Linked DNA regions of Pan troglodytes: region 1 is linked to region 2. Evidence: chromatin contacts called from public HiChIP or PLAC-seq data. All regions are on one chromosome and are shown on one strand. Each heading gives the region's core, a stretch centred on a gene start, on an enhancer-like site or on the middle of the called end of the contact. The rest is flanking DNA. Distances are from core to core; before and after follow the strand shown. Region 1 holds the start of TMEM209 (transmembrane protein 209). Region 2 holds the start of KLHDC10 (kelch domain containing 10).

Region 1 (6,331 bases), core at 3,543-6,042, 140 kb after region 2:
TATAAGGATCATATAGTATCATCTTGTGAAAAATTATTTTTAAAAGTCACATTTACCTATGAGTTATTAATTTTCACTACATATATACTTTCTCATAAAAATTTAACTTGTACAAAATTTTCAAAATTCTATTACCTGCCAAAATTAATTTTAATATTGGATAACCAGTAGTACGGAATTTCATTACAAAGAAATATGTAAATGTTTGGGAGGTTGAGGAGGGCGGATCGCAAGGTCAGGAGATCGAGACCATCCTGGCTAACATGGCGAAACCCCGTCTCTACTGAAAATATAAAAAATTAGCCGGGCACGGTGGTGGGCGCCTGTAGTCCCAGCTACTCGGGAGGCTGAGGCAGGAGAATGGCATGAGCCCGGGAGGCGGAGTTTGCAGTGAGCTGAGATCACCCCACTGCACTCCAGTCTAGGCAACAGAGGGAGACTCTGTCTCCAAAAAAAAAAAAAAAAAAGAAATATGTAAATGGATAAGGGCAGAGAATGTGTCAGTTTCATCTCCAGAGACTCCTCTTTTAACTAGCAGCTACAGAGATGTTAGTCCAACACAGTAGCGACAGCATCTGAAATGACCACTCTTCTTTCAACGCCCCTCTTATATTAATAGTTTTATGCTTCAAGAAGGAGTCAAAATTTCAATTTGTCAATCCTGTTTCTATTAATCCTAAAAATTAGAACAAAATTTCACATTACTGTGGGAGTGGAAATGAAGGTTCCTACTATTCCATGGAAAGCGTCCATATTCAAGAATCATTTGTACTCATTGGAAAAAAAAAAGAAACTATGTGACAATCCCAGCTTTTAGCTTAGAAGACACTCCAACATGATAAACCACACTAAAACTCTAAAAAGGTATACAAAGGCCTCACACGAAGAAGGAAAGCAAGAGGGAAAACAGGAGTAAAAGCAACTAAAGTAAAAAATTATCCTGGTTTCAACTTGTTTTAAAGACAGCTGAAAGATCGTAGATGGTGCACTAAGTTTGTTATCTCTGTAAATGCTAATTTTTTCTCTTTCATTTTAAGATGTTGTGTTTAAGATATTATGTTCTATTCTTGGTTTTTAAATGGTGTTCTGAGCAAATCAACTCTCAGTTTGCTCACTGATAAGTTTTGACTCATTAGATGATTTTTAGTATACCTCTCAATTCTAAAATAATGTGACTAGACAAGAGAAGAGAGTCATTACCTTATTATAACCACTGACGGGCGAGTAGGTCACTCCAGGGCTATAAGAACCACTGCCACCTGAGGACAGACCTTGCAGCTGAGGGCTGTAACCAGTCATACAGCTGGTGGTGAACTTGGGACTGGTACTGGGCGAACGAGAAGGGCTATAACTCAACACACTCTGACCCTGAATTGAAGGGGAAGGTGGAGCGGGAGGGATTTGGGTTGCTGCCAGATCATGCGGAGGCGTAGTCTGTACAACTAGAAGGAAAAAAAAAAGCAACATATGTGTATGTACCTTCAAATAAAATTATACGAAAATATATTTAAGCAACTAAGTCTTTCTCTTAAGGGAAAAAAGTTAACAGAGTTACTTGGTTGTTAAATCACAGAATGTATTATTACCAAAGGACACAAATTACGTGTTTACCATTTCCAGAGTGCAAAATTAGAAACTGGTTTCAACTCAGCAAGTTAGTCATTTAATTTTAATTGCACCTGAACAATGGAACAAACTTCCATGAAATAGTTGAATGTATACAAGTAGGAATGATAATCATTGGTCATAAGACAATTTATTGTATCCTGCTTAAGATAGCTGATGTCCCTTCCAGCTTTGAGTTTACGAAATGGGAAAATTAAACTGAGAAAGATTTATTGCCAACCTTTTCCCCACCTTTGCAAGAGATATAAAACACTCACCAGCTGTTTTCAACCCTAAAAGTGTTTGCTGTCCAGGACTAACAACCAGACTTGTTGGTGCCACAGTATATTTGAAATATCTCCAAAAATCAAATAAGGCATTAAGGCTGAAGAGAGATGCAAGGGCAAGCTCTGGAAGAGAACAATTTTTTTTTTTAATAAGGGGGGTGAGGAGGGCATCTATTGGAGAACACAAAAACCCTCTATACTTAGCAAACTAAAATTACCTTCTTATTCCTCATAAAAACTATAATTTAATGAATGTTATGTGTAGGGTGGCTGGGCATGGTGGCTCACACCCATAATTGCAGCACTCTGGGAGGCTGAGGCGAGTGGATCACCTGAGGTCGGGAGTTTGAGACCAGCCTGGCCAACATAGTGAAACCCCATCTCTACTAAAAATATAAAAATTAGCCAGGTGTGGTGGCGCACACCTGTAGTCTCAGCTACTTGGGAGGCTGAGGCAGGAGAATTGCTTGAACCTGGGAGGTGGAGGTTGCAGTGAGCTGAGATTGTGCCACTGTACTCCAGCCTGGGTGACAGAGTGAGACTCCTTCTCAAAAAAAAAAAAAAATTATGTGTAGGTAATTTACTAGTGAGTTTCAAAATAGCACTAATCCTAGCAACCCTGTACAATAAATATTTTCACCTTCATTTTAAATATAAACCAACATTATTCAGAAGCCAAGTGACTCTTACAAGAGTAGAGAGTTAGTGAAGCCATGATTCTAACCGAGGTCTGCTGATTGCAAATCCCTTGCTCTCCCAACTTGGCACACTATCTCCCTGTGAAAGACTTTAGATTAATGTGTATAGACTATGAAATTTACTTTAACATCCATAAAGACTCTTTATACCCAATGACTATGGAAGAGCAGACAAGAAGAGAGGAAAGAATGTGAAAACTGAGGAAGGCATCAATGGAGCAGAAATCTGGGCTGGTCTTGAAAAGTAAAAAGGTAGAGACACAGAAAGCGCATTTCAGGAGAGTAATAAAAACAAATCTCACTAACCTCTAAACTTATTTTTCTTCACAGAACTCATAATTACCTGAAGTGTTATTAATCTGATTGTCTAACAGAATGTTCCTTTCATAATAGCAGGGATTTACCTTGCTCCCTTTCTGCTGTATTCCCAGTTTTTACAACCCAGCAGGCAGTCAAATACTTGTTGAATAAGGAAATGTATACTAAGCTGAATTAAACCTGAAGGCAGTTTTTTATTGGTAAATGTAAGTTACGGTGAAAATTACTTACTTACCAATATACCAGAGGGGCCAGTATGTCACATTGTAGTATGAACTAATCAATTTTCCAGTCCTGAAAAAAAATTAGAAAGGCTTTCCAGTGAACCTAAAAACACCAAAAATCAAAAACAAACACAAAAACCTGTGGAACCAGCCACTGGCTTCTTAAAGTTTCACTTTTTTTGGACTGATTCACTTACATTTCAGTATATATCATTCCAGCCATAGATACATTTAGGAGTCCCCAGGCTAAGACCACTTTCCTAGCCTCTGTTTCTTTTCTCATCTTGATGGTTCTGTCAATAAGGGAAGCACTAGGGTGTGCCTCCCCCTGCATCTATGAAAAAACAAAAAGCACAGGAATTAACCAGAAGAAACTATTGCTCCATTTAAAAACCAAATTTTGCATCCCTTACAAAGGTAACTGAAACCGCATATACCTTCTCTCATCTTTAAAATGTTTTATCAAAACTTCTTCCATTTTAATATCAGTATATGAAAAGGGAACCCAAAATTATACGTAACTTAATTGGCATCACAGTGTAATCAACAGAGAAGTGGCTGGTTATTTATCTATTTATTTGTTTTGAGACGGAGTCTTGCTGTCTCCCAGGCTAGAATGCAGTGGCGCGATCTCGACTCACTGCAACCTCCGCCTCCCGGGTTCAAGCGATTCTCCTGCCTCAGACTCCCGAGTAGCTGGGATTACAGACGCCCGCCACCGCGTCCGACTGATTTTTGTATTTTTAGTAGAGACGGGATTTCAACATCTCGGCCAGGCTGGTCTCGAACTCCTGACCTTGTGATCCACCCGCCTCGGCCTCCCAAAGTGTTGGGATTACAGGCGTGAGCCACCGCGCCCAGACGTGGCTGGTTATTTAAGAACAATTTAATACTTCCAATACATAAAAATGTCTTATTTTGTAATTTAAGGGTTATGTCTAGAAATACTTTGTATTTTGTCTTTGGGGTATGTTACACGGACTAGGCAAAAGGCTAATTTCAGAAACTCAAAATGTCAAGTTTTGGGAGACTATATTCCATATCTGCTGTAAGTCATAAAGACTGTTCTACATCCTCATGCAGACGCCATTACTATCTAAACAACTCTGCACTTGGACAGCTGTACTCCAGGGCTCTCCCTTTTGTGTGTGGATAAAGGACAAGGATCCAAGTTTTAGAAGGGCACGTACTTATGATGGGGTGGTGAGCGGAGTAAGAGGGAGAGAGGGGAAAACGTGCATTGTTTTGGTCCACATTTGGGATTTATAATTCCTCCTTTCTTCAGCTAGGCTCAACTCTTACAGACCGTGCAAAACTTGTTCCAGCGACAAGCAGTCGTATCCCACAGAGGAGAGAGCAATAGCTTTCGCGCCACTCAGCCCCCGCGTCCCAATTTCCCAGTCCAGAGCTTCCCTCCCCGGCTCCTGGGCACGAACTTCAGCAACCCTATTGCTTCTTTCTTCCCTTCCCCTAGAGAGGCGGAACGCCTAGCCACATCCCCCCTTGGCTGAACTCAGGACAGATCAGCAGGCGCGGAACTCCCACAACCCGCGTAGATTCCAAGACAGGAAGCACAAACACGACCCCGAAAACGTACCATGTCCTCTGGCCGGAAAGCGCAGGCTCGCGCCACTCTCTCTGGGCATGCGCAAAGCCAAGCTCAAGCGGGAGGCCACCGGCAAGCGGCTCTAAAGTTACCGGAAGAACGGGGCAGTCTCTTCTCGCGAGAAAGGGAGGGGTCGCAGGCCCAGGCGCTCGGAGCGTTACCAGGGAAACAGGTCTCGGTTTTGCGGCTCCCACTCAGCTGCGGGAGAAAGCTAAGCAGCAAAATTCAGACCAGGCTCTGAACCCGCAGTAAAAAGTAATAATTGTAACAAGCTGAATTTTGTATCTATTAATATAATTTTAGCTTCCCTAGGGCATTTATGGACTCACATGTGTAAACTGATTAGGGCGGCTCACCGTAGGATAGAGTGGCGTGATAAAGTGGCCAGACACCATCAGTGACAAAGCATTTCTTTCCCCTGTGTTAAAGTATCTATGTCAAGAGTCCTGACCCCATGTAATTTTTTTTTTGGTAGAGACAGGGTTTCGCCATGTTGGCCAGTCTGGTCTCGATTTCCTAACCTCAAGGGATCCGCCCGCCTCAGCCTCCCAAACGCCTGCTGGCCTCCCACCGCCTTTTGGGATTACAGGCGTGGCCCACCGCGCCCGGCCTAAATTCTTAATCTGTTTAATAGGGTGCAGCAATAACAAGCACACCCAAAATTTGTTTTATTGAAGTTGCTAGTGGTTTTGAGGTTAAAAATAATAACACATTTTCGTATGTATTTTTTGGAAGAGCTGCTCATCCTGAGGAAAAGGTTGAGCTTTGTTTTATTTAGCACAAATACCTACAAGTGTGCCGCTGAGCCAGGCGCACGGATATAGAAAATAAGACCTTCCTGGTTACTACCCAGAGGAGCTCAACCCCAGCGGAGGTCCACAGATGCATTTCGGTGGCAGGTGAGGTGGATGCAGTGCTCCCCAAGGAGGCGCATGCAGTGCTCCCCAAGGAGGCGCATGCAGTGCTCCCCAAGGAGGCGCATGCAGTGCTCCCCAAGGAGGCGCGTCCAGCCCAGCCCCAGCTCTCGCGAGCTTCCTGGAGGAGATGACGCGTTAGAGTCCACGGCCAGAAACCCAGGGCCTGGGGACTTGTTCTGAAGTGTGCCTCCTAATAAAAACATTAAGCCATGTCACAGTAAGCTAGTGGATTACATCATGTATGTCCAATGGCCAAAGTTTTTCCTAAAATGATCCTAAGATTAATACCACGTGGTATTGTATATTAATGAAAATCGGCAGGTATGCTGTGCTCTTGAAGAGCTGTTAAGTTTTATCATTTTTAGATTGCTTTAGCAGCAATGTTGTTTTGCTCTAGTTTTAGATTTAGAGATGAACTAACTGGAAAATTGTTCAAAGTGAAAGGGCTCAAGGTGCAATCAAAATTAGAATACCGGCCGGGCGCGGTGGCTCACGCCTGTAATCCCAACACTTTGGGAGGCCGAGGCGGGCGGATCACGAGGTCAGGAGATGGAGACCAGCCTGGTCAAGACGCTGAAACCCTGTCTCTACTAAAAAGACAAAAAATTAGTAGGGCGTGGTGGTACGCGCCTGTAATCCCAATTACTCTGGAGGCTGAGGCAGGAGAATCACTTGA
Region 2 (5,864 bases), core at 946-3,445:
TCAGCCTCCCGAGTAGCTGGGATTACAGGCACCCACCACCACGCCTCGCTAATTTTTTTGAATTTTTCGTAGAGACCGGGTTTCACCATGTTGGCCAGGCGATCTTGAACTCCTGACCTCAGGTGATCCACCCACCTCGGCCTCCCAAAGGGTTGGGATTACAGAACGTGTTAGGATTACAGGCATGAGCCATCACGCCCAACCAAAACTTTATATGTTATTTTCTTATTTCATCTCTCCCAGTTGATTAATTAAAAAGTGTTACTTAAGAATCTACTTTGGCTGGGCGTGGTGCTCATGGCTATAACCCAATGCTTTAGAATGCCAAGGAAGGAGGATGGCTTGAGGCCAGGAGTTCTAGACTAGCCGGAGCAACAAGGCAAAACCACCCCCTCATCCCCACACACTGCCCTATCTCTACAAATTTGCTTTGCAAATTGGGAAAACAGCATCTCATAGGATTTCTGTGAGGATTAGACAGGTTAAACATGTAATATGTGTAAGACTGCATTTTGCCTATATACATAAAAAACTGGCCAGATGCAGCAGCTCACACCTGTAATCCCATCACTTTGGGAGGCCAAGGCAGGTGGATTACCTGAGATGGGGAGTTGGAGACCAGCCTGGCCAACATGGTGAAAACCCATCTCTACTAAAAATATAATTAGCAGAGTGTGGTGGCACATGCCTCTAATCCCAGCTACTTGGGAGGCTGAGGCAGGAGAATTGTTTGAACCTGGGAGGCAGAGGTTGCAGTGAACCGAGATCATGCCTCTGCACTCCAGTCTCGGCGACAGAGTAAGACTCCGTCTCAAAAAAAAAAAAAGGAGTTAACATATATTAATTTTGGTTTTTATATTTTAGAACCATAGGCTTTTTTTTTTTTTTCAAGTCTCAAACATTTTCATAAGCAGTGTGCTATGGTGCTAGTGACTAAAACATTTCTGCCTACAGGGACTGGAAGTAGGAAAACAAGGAGGCAGTGCCAGTGGCGACCAGAAATTTGCACACCAGGTACAAAGGGTATTTGTCCTCAGCTCCAGCAGAGTTTCTTTTTTTTCTCTGCAACCATGTAAGGTTCTTCTAATGCAAAAGAAAAAAAAATCTGTCACATCTAAGGACCTTGAAAAGTTTTGTTTCCCTTGAGGAATTTGATATGCTTTTTCCGTATCATTCAGAAACATCAGTGTATAGTCTGTTTTCCCAGTTTGCATTGCGCCCAGTAAGTTTCAAGCCAAAATTTCTGTTTAATTTTGGAACAATAGAAACTCCTGATCGGCACATTAAAAATTTTCTTTGATCTTGATCTTCCATACCCGTTGCTGCCTTTTATTTAATTTTACATTTCCTTTTGATTATATATCTTCCAAGCTGATTAAAATTTTCTACTAGCCAAAAGGAGTTTGAGCGAACAAAAATATTTACAGAGCCATCAGCCATCTATGAGAATACCTTTTTCTTGGCATTCCACACACTGCCAGGTGTTATTTGAAAAGTCTTTACTGATGTAATAAACCAGAAATGGTTTCTCATCGGGGTTTTATTTTGTATTTCTAAGATTACAGGTGAGAGTGAACATTTTCCCATATTTGTTAACCAGGTTTAAAACTGTTTGATTGGGACGTGGCTTATACAGGGACGAATGCAGCTAATCCGACTGAAAGACAAATGAAACCCAGGAATATCTGGTTCTTACATTTTAGCTTTGACTCCGCCCCTGGGTCCCCTCACCTACCCGGACCCCAAGCAAGCCCTTTGTGTGTGTCAACCGTCAGTGAATGGGATCTCAGTCTGAAAAGCTGGCAGAATACCGTCTTGCCCCCAAATATGTGTATTATGCGTATATCCAGTGTCTGATTGCAATGTTTATGGGAAAAAGTTCCTGAATCCTAACCAAGACTGAGGCACTGGCCGTCCCCGGGAGTCTTTCCGCAGGCGCGGCCTCTGACACTCGGCCTTCGATTGGCCCGCCTGGCCCCGCAGGAGTCGGGGTAACGCCGGCCAGCCCAGCTCGGACGATGAGAGCTAGGAGTGGCTGCTTCTGCCTTTCTCTCCCCCTACTTTTTTTTTTTTTTAGCCATAGCTATGGTTACCACGTTTCTCTCCGCCTCCCGCCACCTACCAAGAAAACGACTGACCATTGGCTGCCTTTCACCAAGGCGGTAAGTCATTGGTCTCTGGTGGGACCGGGCGCTGCCCCCTTCCCCTGTCTCCTGGGTCTCTGGAGGAGCCCAGGAAGGAGGCTCCGCTGGTTCCGCTGGGTCAGGCGCTGACGGGACCGGGCTGCGGCAATCGTTAGCGGGTCATGTCGGCCGCCCAGGGCTGGGACAGGAACCGCCGGAGGGGAGGAGGCGCCGCCGGCGCTGGTGGCGGAGGTAGCGGGGCCGGCGGGGGCAGTGGGGGCAGCGGGGGTCGGGGGACTGGCCAGCTCAACCGCTTCGTGCAACTCTCCGGGCGGCCGCACCTGCCAGGTGAGTCGTGGGACAGGGTCCTGACCGCTTGCGGGCGCGGCGGGCGGGAAGGTTACTGCTACCTTTTCTTTTTCTCCCTGGCTTTCTTTTCCTTGGGAGGAGGAAAGGCAGGCCCCACGCATAGCAGAGGGACTGGGGATCAGAGAAAAGGGAAGGTGTCTTTGAGGTCAGGGAGGGAACAGGAGCACAGCGAAGAAAAGTATCTGTGCTCTGTTGAAAGCTCTGTGCTGAGAGTTTTGTTTTCTTTTCAAAGGAGAGGCCACTGTCTCATTGACATTTCCAAATGTTTCGGTTACTCGATTCCCAATCTCTTCCCCTTCCGCAGTTTGATCTTGTAAATGAAAGACATTGGCGCCTAGCTGTGGGAAATTATTTCAAAAAGGGTGCCAAGTTAAGGAGAGAAGAGGGAAGCGCATTCCAAGGAGTGATTTTGTAAAAACTACACGGGGTGTGTGTGTAAGAGGCATTCTGAAACGGAAGAAAGGGGTGGGGGAGTGTTTGGGGAGTGTATGGGAAAGAGAACCTAGAGGATTAGGGAAAACTAGTTGGATTATTAATATTTTGGAATGTTCAGAGACAGGATAATGGTGTCTAGGTTTTAAGGGGAGAAAGTGAAGATCAAAAATATACTTAGTGACACAATTATGCTGTGTTTCCAATATAAAAACAACTGAGAATTGGAAAAATGTACCCAATACAATTATTTGACATTTTGGTCTACAGTGCCCTAGCCTTGAGTTCAGATGCTTTTGAAAACAAAATAAAATCAAGTGGATATGTATGTGTAGACAATTTTAAAGAGGTACGTTTGTAATTGAATATTCAATCTAGTAGAAGGAAGGTAGGGAATTAAATAATGCAGAGAACGTCAAATATCCCACTGGGCAAGCTTATTTTTACTATGAAAAGAACTATCAGGAATGATGTGTTAATTATTCATCGTGTTTTTTGTGAATAATATTGATTATATTAGTGATATATTTGTTTAGCTGATGAGTTTTGAGAACATGATGAATTGGTTTTTTTGAATTGTGCTTAAGACTGTGCCTTATACTTCTAGTCAAAAATTATTATTTGATTAAATTGAAGATGACAAAGGGAATTTAGCACATTTAATGAGACAATTGCTTATGTTCGTGATGAGGTTATTGATGTGTGCTAGAAATGTACATTACCCCATTTATATGCATTAAATCGAGGCATTTGTAAGTAGTCATATAATATACCAGAAGTTGGGTTTGAGACGTTAATATCAGACTGGGCATCCTAGAATTGCTAAATATATGATCTTTAACATGAAAAAGAAAAAAGGAGCAATCTTTTTTCTTACTCCCAATTAATAATAAAAACTTAGATTTTTGTGTATTGACAGCTTAGAAGATGAATCTCTTAGCAAACACTGTCACCAGTTTGCCCTCTACTACTGCAATCTTTAGGTCTTTGATCACGGATTAATTATACCATGGGCTTCAAGTAGGCATTCCTAGGTTCCTAGAACCTCCTTGGTGCACTTCCTCACTTCAACCACGTGATGGCAGTGGAAGCCATGATTTCTGCTAAGGGGCTTCAGTGTGGAGCTATTTCTGCATTCCCTTAGCACACAAGACCAAGAACAGCCATTTATCCGGAGGTAAAGATAAACGTGTCTAAACTGTGAAAATTTGTAAAGCAGGGTCATCAGTCTCTTTTTTCTGCTTCCCTTTTCTCTTGACTGACACTTCATTGCGCCTTTACTCATTCTCAAAATTGGGACACATCTGATACCTCAATGTATTATGTAGTTTGAAATTCTTTCATACCAATTCTTTATTCTGCTAGGTTTTGCATTTTAAACCTCTCCCTTTTCTTGCATTTTGATAGATTTTAAAATATTTTAGGTGATGGGAAGGAATAGGATGTCTAGGCTTGGTTGACGGGCCTTGGAGATAAAACCTTTTATTTTAAATTTATTTATTTATTTATTTATTGAGATGGAGTCTCGCTCTGTTCTCCAGGCTGGAGTGCAGTGTCGCGATCTCGGCTCACTGCAACTCCACTTCCTAGGCTCAAGCAATTCTCCTGCCTCAGCCTCCTGAGTAGCTGAAATTACAGGCGCCCACCACCACGCCAGGCTAGTTTTTGTATTTTTAGTAGAGACGGGATTTTATCATGTTGGCCAGGCTGGTCTTGAACTCCTGACCTCAGGTGATTTGCCTGTCTCAGCCTCCCAAAGTGCTGGGATTACAGGCGTGAGCCACCTCGCCCAGCCAAATTTTTTATTTTTTTGAGTGTACTATAGCGGCTGGTCGTGGTGGCTCACATCTGTAACCCCAGCACTTTGAAAGTCCAAGGTGGGAGGATCACTTGAGCCTAGGAGTTCAAGGCCAGCCTGGGCAACAAAGCAAGACCACATCTCAAGTTAAACATTAAAAAACAACAACAACAACAAAAAAAAACTATAGTATAGCTCACTGTCTCTCTCTTTTGACCTCTAAATCCTATTTGTCTTTTTTTTTTTTTTTTTTTTGAGACAGAGCCTCACTCTGTGGCCCAGGCTGGAGTGCAGTGGCACGGTCTTGGCTTACTGCAACCTTTGCCTCCCGAACTCTAGCAATTCTCCTGTCTCAGTCTGCCAAGTAGCTGGATTAGAGGTGCGGGCCACCACGTCCGGCTAATTTTTTGTATTTTTGGTAGAGATGGGGTTTTGCCATGTTGGCCAGGCTGGGCTCAAACTCCTGGCCTCAAGTGATCCTTCCGCCTCAGCCTCCCGAAGTGCTGGGATTACAGGCGTGAGTCACAGCGCCCAGCCAGCCCCATGTTCCATTTTTCATCCTTCTCTACCAAGACTTCCAGTTACTGATACTTAGAACCTTTTCTTACTTTTTACATCTCAACCCTCCATCCAGCCCCCAATGAAACCAAACAAAACAACCTGGTCTTCCTGGAGTGTTCTCATTCTCCTTCAGTGATAGCTTCTTTATCCATCCAGTTATGCAAACTTGAAACTTGGGCATCCTCCTCAATATTTTCTTCTCCCTTGCACTTCAGGTGTAATCATTTACCAAGTCCGTTTCTTTTACTCCTGCCATAACTCCAATCCACGGTGCCACCATCCCTCACTTAGGTCTCCTGCAGGAGCTTTTTAAGCAGTATTCCTGCTTCTACTCTTGCCCTTCAATTCATATAGCACACCAGTCTTTTTGCAAGCCCAAATACATTCTCATCCCTGCTCACAACCTTTTTATTGCTCTTAGGATAAGGCAAAAATCTTTAACATGGCCTCAAAGGCACTGTGTCGTCTGACTCGTCTCTAACTCTACAGTTAATCCTGTGTTACGTTCTCTTGGTCATTGATCTTTTTCTGCCCCCTTGGATGTATCATGCTTCCTCCTGCCCCAGGTCCATTGCACAAGC

Evidence for each region. HiChIP or PLAC-seq counts read pairs in DNA pulled down with a chosen protein or histone mark.
Region 1: a contact with region 2 is called in an H3K4me3 HiChIP or PLAC-seq map of stem cell-derived excitatory neurons, with 2.6 times the contacts expected there. The contact joins the promoter of TMEM209 here to the promoter of KLHDC10 in region 2. A contact is called at or near these places in 1 of 7 Hi-C or Micro-C datasets (stem cell-derived neural progenitor cells) and 1 of 1 datasets of contacts at active chromatin or transcription factors (stem cell-derived excitatory neurons).

What each region holds. Positions count from the first base shown.
Region 1 is chr6:145,563,455-145,569,785 of NHGRI_mPanTro3-v2.0_pri, forward strand. It overlaps TMEM209 (transmembrane protein 209), which reads right to left and starts at 4,793. Exons shown (of 15, transcript NM_001280210.2): 1 at 4,730-4,793; 2 at 3,330-3,466; 3 at 3,144-3,202; 4 at 1,884-2,015; 5 at 1,201-1,442. The coding sequence starts at 3,466.
Region 2 is chr6:145,430,923-145,436,786 of NHGRI_mPanTro3-v2.0_pri, forward strand. KLHDC10 (kelch domain containing 10) reads left to right here and starts at 2,196. Exons shown (of 10, transcript XM_519376.6): 1 at 2,196-2,471. The coding sequence starts at 2,306.